Regions from separate parts of the Muntiacus reevesi genome. Here region 1 is linked to region 2. The links are chromatin contacts, called in public Hi-C maps. All regions are on one chromosome and are shown on one strand. Each heading gives the region's core, a stretch centred on a gene start, on an enhancer-like site or on the middle of the called end of the contact. The rest is flanking DNA. Distances are from core to core; before and after follow the strand shown.

Region 1 (4,190 bases), core at 1,042-3,541, 970 kb before region 2:
CAATCTCCATCTTGGAGATACTGACAGAAAGAGCGTATCTGACTTTGTTAGAGACATGGGTTACAAGAGAGGAGCGTATCATCCTGAAGCCTGGATGAAAGAGAAGGTCATACGTTGTTTAGAGAGCTCTGAAAATTTTAAGATGGAAATTTCAGATGGATGATTTAGAGTTTGAGATGGACTTATAATGAAGGAGGGATTTCCCGGTAGCTCAGCTGATAAAGAATCCTCCTGCAATGAGGAAGACCTGGGTTCAGTCTCTGGGTTGGTAAGATTCCCTGGAGAAGAGAAAGGTTACCTTCTCCAGTGTTCTAGCCTGGAGAATTCCACAGACTGTATAGTCCATACAGTCGCAAAGAGTCAGACAATACTGACTCTGAGCAACTTTCACTTTTAGTTTTCACTTTATAATGAACGGAGTGACAAGGATCTGGGGGGGGGGGGGGTGGATGTCCCTTGCAGTGAGGACACGATTCAGGTCACAGAAGCACGAAGGCATATGGTATATTTGGAAGCACTTTAACTGGAGAATAGTTGAGTCATAAGAAATACAGTATGAAGAGTGTTTGGACCATGGAGGAGTTTCTGCAGTAGATACCAAGGAATCACCAAAGCCTCCTCGGTAAAGAAACATAAGCTTGGGGCAAGTTTCAGACAGATCTCATAGTGACTCGCAGGATGGGCTGGATAAAGTGGCAGTCCACCCTAAAAGGTTGTCATCCTAAAGTGGATGAGACTTATAATGATAAAGGATCTGACAGGAAGAGAGGGAACCATGGAACAAGCATTGCCCAGGCAATACTCTGAGTCACAAATGATTTGCTTCATGTGAAAAAGATGAAGTTTCAAATACAGCTCCAAGACCTGGGAACAACAGTGGTGTTAATAAACCATTCATTCATTCAACGCATATCTATTAAGATCCTGTACTGACCCAGTCACTGTTGAGATGGCAGGGATAGAGCTGGGCACAAGGGTGAGCTTGTATCCTCAGGAGCTAATCTTCCAGGGCTCATTCTTGATCTGAGAATGGAAATTTGAGGAATATTTACTCAAATTTGAGGAAGAGGGAATTGAAGCACAGAAGGCAAAGAAGTGATCAAAAGGCAGTAAGGGAAATGGCAGGATAGACTGCCTCAGAGCCAGGGAGGAGAGTCACGAAGAGGAGGCTGCCAAGAGAAATGAGACCCTGAAAACCAGCAATTCCCACTGTGGTTTCCTGACCTAGACCTTCAGCCTGCTGGCTGGTCCCTGGCCTCCAGTGCTTTTCCTCCTGACAATCCTGAACATTGCAACCACAGAACTGTCCCTCCTGTGTTCCAAACACAAACCCCTCAGGCTGGCATTCACTTTGACTTCTGCCTTTCGACTTTGTCTATCACTATTGCTGTTCTCAATCTCTGAAACCTTTAGCTTAAGTCAAAATGATTTTCTTCCCTTCGGCCTCATTCGTTCTTGGATGGAAACTGGATGGGACAGGAGAGATGCCAGAAGAGCCAAAAAAAACTACCCAAAGAGCCCAACAAACGTGCTCAAGCGGGCAAAAGAGCATGATTTTGAGTTATTTTTAGTGTACCTTTGGGTATGAGGGTCTTCCCTGGTGGCTCAGATAGTAAAGAATCTGCCCACAATGCAGGAGACCCGGGTTCCATCCCTGGGTTGGGAAGATCCCCTGGAGAGGGGAATGGTAACCCACTCCGGTATTCTTGCCTGGAGAATCCTATGGACAGAGGAGCCTGTCGGGCTGCAGCCCATAGGCAGGCAGAGTCCGACACAAAAGTTGGACACGACGGAGCGACTAACACTTTCCTCTTTCTTTTCTTGCGTATGAGAGTTGGTGCAGACAAAACAAATACTGAGGACGTTATAAAGGATCAAAGTTATGTGGAACACTTTTCACTGGAGATACACTTTGTAAAATGTCTTTGAAAGTATACGGCACCCTTAAAGCTCTACACAAATATTTCCAAGGTTGAAGTAACCTGCCATTAGCCAAGCCAAAAGACAAGCGATCTTTGTATTCTCTAACTAATATGAATTGCGAATAGCAATAAATACAAACTTTAAAAAACTGAATGAAAAAAAAAAAAACTGAATGAATGAGTGGCCGCCTGATCCAGAGAATCCCCGAACGTGCCAGTAGACTAGAAGCGAGCACCGTCCACCGTATCAGATGTCCGAAATCTCGGAGCAAAAGAACTACATTACCCATGAGATCCTGCGCGGCAGGCCAGCAGTCCCGCAGGGCATCCTGGGAGAAGTAGTCCGCGCGTTCCATAAATAGCTCACGCACGGAGCGGCGGGAGAGCTGCATACGCCATCATGGCGGCGCCCCGTTGCGGCGCGTCCTTTTGCTTCGAATTTTGTCCGGGGCGGGGGTCTGGGCTTTAGGCTGTAAGTGGGGTCGGCGGCCGGGGTTCTCGGGAGGGACGAAGCGGGCGTAGGGACTGTGTGGGCAGCACTGCCTGAGGCGGGCTAGGCGAGAGGCTGCTCGGGCCGGCCCCGAGATGCGGCGTCCTCCTGGCGTGGGGGGTCTGCGGTTCCCCGCCGCGGGGACCGCTTCCTTCTCGCGCCCGTAGGCACCGTGGTGGCTTGGAAGGACTTGAGGGCCTGGCCTCGGCCGTGGCGTGGGGGAGACCAGAATTCAGACCACGCGCTCGAGGCCACACTTTCACGTTCCAATTTTTTGTGATTTTTTTCTGAGGAACGGATTGAAAAGAAAAATAATTTTACTTCAGCGTTTCCTGTCACTTAGGTACTGGGCTAGGCCCTTTGCGTTTCTCATCTCCCAAAGAACCCTTCTCCACAATCGATGTGAGGGAGACCTTGAGCTGATGCTTGACGTCCCAGGAGCTAATGTCGGGATCACTGGATAAATATTGTGAGACTTTGAGGCCCGACGACTTAAATGGCTATTTTTTTCCACCAGTGAAACTCCGGGCTCTCCAGCTTTGGGGCCGGTATTAAATTCCTGTACGGATTAGTTTGTTCTGTTTAACTTTTTTAGCTGTCACAATCTGGTACAAGGAGTGTGAGAAGCAGAGATTTGGGGAAGTGATTCACGGTCCCCAGGCTCTTGTCAAGGCTTAGAATCTAGGATTGACTTTGCCACCTCAGCGGATTAGGTGTATTGATGGGGTTTTTTTCTTTTTTCATTAGTGATATCCGTATGGCTTAAAAAAAAAAAAAGCTGTCATTTATTATGGGCTAAACCCTGTAGACTAAATGCCTCTCTTTCATTATTTGGTTTTTTAAAAGTGACCCTGGATGACAGTTGGTATTCAATTTTTACATGGAACGCAGGTTAAGGAACTCGCCCAAGGTCACACAGGTAGTGTGGAACAGGGATGAAAAAAATTCAGGTCTTGCTGCCTCCAAAGCCCAGACTTCTTAAGGAGCAACTTAAAATACTCCCAAGGGGGAGATGTGGAAAAATTCTGTTTTAAAAATAAAGGCACTTATATAACATGTCATATTTTTTTAAGGGTAGTATTTAGTTTCACAATGTTTGGGGACCTATTTGAAGAAGATTATTCCAGTGTGTCAAATAATCATTATGGAAAAGGGAAGAAATTAAAGACCAAAGCTTTGGAGCCACCTGCTCCTAGAGAATTCACCAATTTAAGTGGAATCAGAAATCAGGGTGGAACCTGTTACCTCAATTCCCTTCTTCAGACTCTTCATTTCACACCTGAATTCAGAGGTATGATATGTTACATGCGTTTGGCTAGTAATGTGTACCCTCATCTCTACATGTAGTTAATCATGCAGAATCACAAGTAGATGAATTATTTTAAATGTGTATTCCACAGTATGTGTTAACTGTTCCTGTGAGGGACATAAGTTGATAATTGTCTGCAGAGAAATGTGCAGCTTAAATTATGAATGTTTTCTGTATGATCACAGTATTGTTCAGTAACAAACTAAAAATTAAGCAATGTATTTCTTTTGTAACTCCTTCCTGTAATTTAGGATATGGGGCTTCCCTGGTGGCTCAGTCGTAGAGAATCTGCCTCCCAGTGCAAGAGACGAAGGTTTGATCCCTGGGTGGGGAAGAGCCCCTAGAGAAGGAAATGGCAACTCATTTCAGTCTTTTTGCCTGAGAAGTCTCATGGACAGAGGAGCCTGGGGGGCTCCAGCCCATGGGGTGACGAGAGAGTTGGACCTGACTTAAGAGACTAAATAGCGTA
Region 2 (4,555 bases), core at 1,156-3,655:
AGAGGAGAAGAGCTTTGAACTGGGTCCTTAAAATTCAAATATAGATTTTTTCATAATTTAAAAAACCACTAACGTGTTGAGCACATGCCATATGCCATGTACTGTCGATTTCCCCTTAGTCTCATAACTATCAGTAAAAATAATAATAGCTAATTATTATTAGGGCTTCCCAGGTGGTGCTTATCTCAGCGAGACAGCAAAGAACAGGGGCATGAAGTGAGATTTTAATTCCCTGCCCAGGAATGAACCTGGGTAGCCTGGATGAAAACTAGGAATCCTAGCCTAGCAAGGGCTAGAGGCTAGAAGCTAATCTTGCCTGGACATTTGCCTCCAGTGAAAAATGCATTTATCACGGAGGCAGACACTGTAAATGCAGGTACAAAGTTTAGTATCAGAGACATAGCAGAACATGTGGGAGAGCACATAGAGAAACAGTTTGTTTAGTTGAGATAGAAGCAAGGCAGAGATGCACACCCAGAGAGTAAGGGTGTGGGCGTTCCCCCTAGTGAGGAGGAGCGCCTTAAAGAGGTGGTTAAGTCATTTATATAAGGCAGTTCTTCTGGGTCTTTGTCCTCCTTCAGGCCAGTCATCTGGTTTCTTTTTCTACAGCTGATGCACCCATCAGCCAAGATGGATCTCGAAGTGAAGGCTTCTGGCAGGAGCAAGGCTCATTGTGGCTTGGAATGAGTCCTGGAAAAGTCCTCTGACTTCTGACTCCAAGGATCTTTTCTGCACTTGTGTAGTGTCTCCCTTATCTTTTACTCGGAAGGGTCTTTGCCTCTCTTCCTCCTTGCCATGATTATTCCCTTGAGGTGTTAACAAGGGATAGACTGGCTCTTCATCCTGTTTCTGCTGTTGCTTCCATTTCCAAGAGCAAATGGGGGGCTGCTTGTAAATTTCTCAACTGGATCCCGCCTATTTCTTACCTCTGGAAATGCAAAGAGTAGGCTGGCTAATCGTAAATGTCCAACCTGGAGATTGTCTATCTCCTACCTCAGCGCTAGTAGTAAAGAACTTGTCTGCCAATGCAGGAGATGTAAGAGATGTGGGTTCAGTCCCTGGTTCAGGAAGATCCCCTGGAAGACAGCATGGCAACCCACTCCAGTATTCTTGCCTGGAGAATTCCATGGACAGAGGAGCCTGGTGGGCTACAGTACATGGGGTCTCAAAGAAACAGGTACGACTGAAGTCAGGTAGCACGCATGCAGTTATTATTAAACTCCTTTGCCAGATGTGACAGGCCCTTTACATATTTTCCCCATTTATTCCTAGCAGGTAGATGACATTATTGTAATTCCAATTTTATAGCTAAGAAAACTGAGGCATAAAGAGGTTAAGTAATTTGCCCCAGGTTTCACAATTAGTGAAACCAACTACATCCTGCATATGAAAGTACGAAATGTCAGACACAAGCAGTTTGACTTCAGAAACCTTGCTTTCCCTGCATTATCTCATATATCTTCACAATACCCTGCAATGTAAGTTCTATCACTTGCATTTTACCTACCAAAAAACTTAAGCCAAAAGAGACGCAGTCATTTGTTCAAGGCCACATAGCTGTGAAGTCACTGGGCTGGAATTTGGATCCTTGTCTGACTACAAAACTCACATTCTCAAACCCATGTTAGATTGCTCTTACTCCAAAGTATTCATAACGGAACAAAGCAACTGCATTTATATTAAAATTATTCTGGTGATTAATACTCTAATAACGATTAACATTCTTCCAGCACGCAGGAAGTGCCAAGCTCCCTACTATTTACATGATAATAGCTAATATTCCCTGTGTATTATTAAGACCCCGGTTCTGAGTTAATCGTTTTATGTGTATTATTCCAGTAAGTCTCACAAAAACCCAGCGACACGGATGCGATTATTATCTTCACTTCACAGGTGAAGAAAGCGAGATTCACCATTGATCCAAAGTTACGCAGCTTAACTGTGAACTGGAAATTGAACCTACTATTGTCCAACTCTCTCCCGCCCTCCAGGTGCGTCACCTCTAGTCACCCTCTCTCCTTATTTCTTATTGTTTCTGCTTTGATCTACCCCCGGCCTCCGAATCTTGCTCCGCGCTTCAAGAGACTCCGCCCCTTCGACTTGAATGCCCGCCCCCTGGGCGGTGCCGTTATTCCAGAGCCTGTGGAAAGGACCGGGATCACAGCAGGCCCCGCCCCCATGCGTAATAATTTCTTTCGATTTGTTCTGGTGCCGGGGACACGGAGGAGATGGTGCATCTATTGGCTGACAACACCTGCAAGACCGCAAACGAGGAGGGGGCGGGGCCACACGCTTGCGCTCACGCGGTTCCTTCTGGGAGTTGTAGTCACAGACGCGCCATTCACGGGGTGGCGCGGTTCGGACTCCGCGTCCCAGCATTCCCTGCGCGAGTCCTGGAGCACTTCCGCCCTGTTGTGAAGTGGGTGTCTCGGTGGGTGAGTCCGGGTGGCTGGGCGAGGGCAGCTGAGACTCAAGGCTCTGGGCTGGAGGAGACTTAGGACGTGGTGGTTATCATAGGGGGTCGGGGAAGGTGAGACGGGAGAAAGAAGCTTTTATGTGGGCTGGGGAGTGAGGGACGGTCAGAGGATGAAGCGTCCGGAGATGGAAAGGGTCATAGAGGGGTCGGGGATGAGGAGGTAGGTAGAAGGCCCTTGCAGTGATGAGATTCTTAGAAAGCTCTGTAGTTGAGGAGGATCGGAAGAGGTTCTGAAGGTGGAAGGGTCTAGAGACCTCATAGGGAAGAAGAGAGGGTTCTGGGGCCGTGGCAAGAAGTGAGGGAAAAGGGCCTGAGCTTGAAGCCTGACCTTAAAGAGAGTGTTCGAGCCTCTACCTGCTCATCTAAAACAAACATTTGATACCCGCATACACTTTCTCTAATGGTCATGACCTCTGGAACCCAGAGGGTGGGCTCTTGTGTTCTGCGCTCAACCTGCACTTCTTTCCTTCTGCCTGATGGAAGTAAATGTACCAACATCCTCTTTACCCAGGTGCCCTCTGATTCCCCTTGCATTCTTCCACATCCAGGGATCTTCAGATCTTTTAATTTCGTTAATGTATGTTGAGTATTTCCTTATCAGGGATTTTGTTGAAACCTACACTTTGTCACCTTCACAGGTTGGACAGACATGTTGTGGCTGCTGTGATCTGTTGAACCCACAGATCAGATTAGGCCTTCTACTTAAAAACCTTCATTAACTCCCATCACCTATGGAATTAAGTCCAGATAATTTAGCCTGACATTCAAGACCCTTCATGAACTCCTTTTCCATCCTAGTCTTTGTGCTGGCAAGGTTATCGCCATATCTTGGGGAGGCTGTTTGATTTTCCACCATTATACATGCTGTTCTCTCTGCTCAGAATACACGTTCCCCCCAATCTCTGCTCAGAGACTCAGTCTTTTTTTCTTTTTTCTAGAACCAAATCAAAGGTTACTTTCTTCATTTAAGTCACCCCCACACCCCAGCTCCCACAGACCTCTTTTATTGCATTTACCACATTTGATCATAATTGTCTGTGATTTTTCTATTGTTGTTGTTGCTTCCACTATACTGTGAGTATCTTCAGGACAGGAACACTTTCTGCATCACCTCCATTTCCCCATTGCCCAGCCCAGAGTAGTAAGTACTTAATATATTAAAATCAAGTAAATCAGTAAATGCTTGATGAATATGTGAATAAAGACTGTCCAGGGTGAGCATTGCTGTACCAGGCTTGAAGACTGCTACTTCTAGTGGATTTCTAGGGCTGTGAGCTTTAGTATCCTGTCAGGGTTGTCTTTGCTGTCAGCTGGTTCAGTGCCAACAGGACTTTAAACCAGACGTGGCAAATGCCCATAATGTGTGCTCCTTCGCCCCCTCCTGTGTCTGGCGGTCGCAACTTATTGATCACAGTACATGTTCACATGGGATCATGGGATGCAGAGTCCTTAGCACAGTTGACTGTAGTTGGTGCTTTAAATGAAACCTGTTTGCTGTCCCTGGTTTAAGTCCTTAAGTGTAGGCTTGGGCTGCTCTAAGCAGTAGCCTGGACAGTCAGCCAAGTGAACTTGATAGCCTTTGGGAACTCCCAGTTTCTTTCTCTTTGGAGGTCACAGACTAGTCTTGGCCTTTCCCAGGAGACTGGGGCACATCTTCTCTTGCAGCCTGTCATTCACTGGGACGACGCCACTCCCCATGTCTGCATGCACACTCAGGGAGTCGGGATGCCTCCCTGCTTCTCTGGGTTTGTTTATAAAGGGAGCCTGGCTCTGATGACACGTCCTTCATTGCTGAGGGACTCTGTGCCCTTTCTAAATCTTCCTGGCTATTGGAAGAGACCTTTGAGATCATTTAGCTGAAAGGTGGCAGGGTAACAGCCCATGCTGAATGCAGCCTACCATCACGCTCTAGTTAGTCCTCACAGTGTTTGAAACAGTTTTGAGTTGGTTGCCAACATTTTGGAATCCAGAGTTCTGGCTCCTCTGAGAAAAGCTGGAAGGCCTGTGAATACTGGGTCAGTTGTGTCCTGGTGCTCTATAGTTGGCTGCAGTCGCTACTCCATCCATGTACTCACTTAC

The links. Hi-C and Micro-C count contacts between places; a contact is called where the count stands out from the background.
Region 1: a Hi-C map of muscle shows a contact between it and region 2, with 6 times the contacts expected there. The contact joins the promoter of USP40 here to the promoter of ZSCAN20 in region 2. A contact is called at or near these places in 2 of 3 Hi-C or Micro-C datasets (blood and muscle).

Annotation. Positions count from the first base shown.
Region 1 is chr1:171,712,259-171,716,448 of mMunRee1.1, reverse strand. It overlaps USP40 (ubiquitin specific peptidase 40), which reads left to right and starts at 2,291. Exons shown (of 33, transcript XR_010660511.1): 1 at 2,291-2,394; 2 at 3,486-3,703.
Region 2 is chr1:170,744,078-170,748,632 of mMunRee1.1, reverse strand. It overlaps ZSCAN20 (zinc finger and SCAN domain containing 20), which reads left to right and starts at 2,405. Exons shown (of 10, transcript XR_010660508.1): 1 at 2,405-2,435.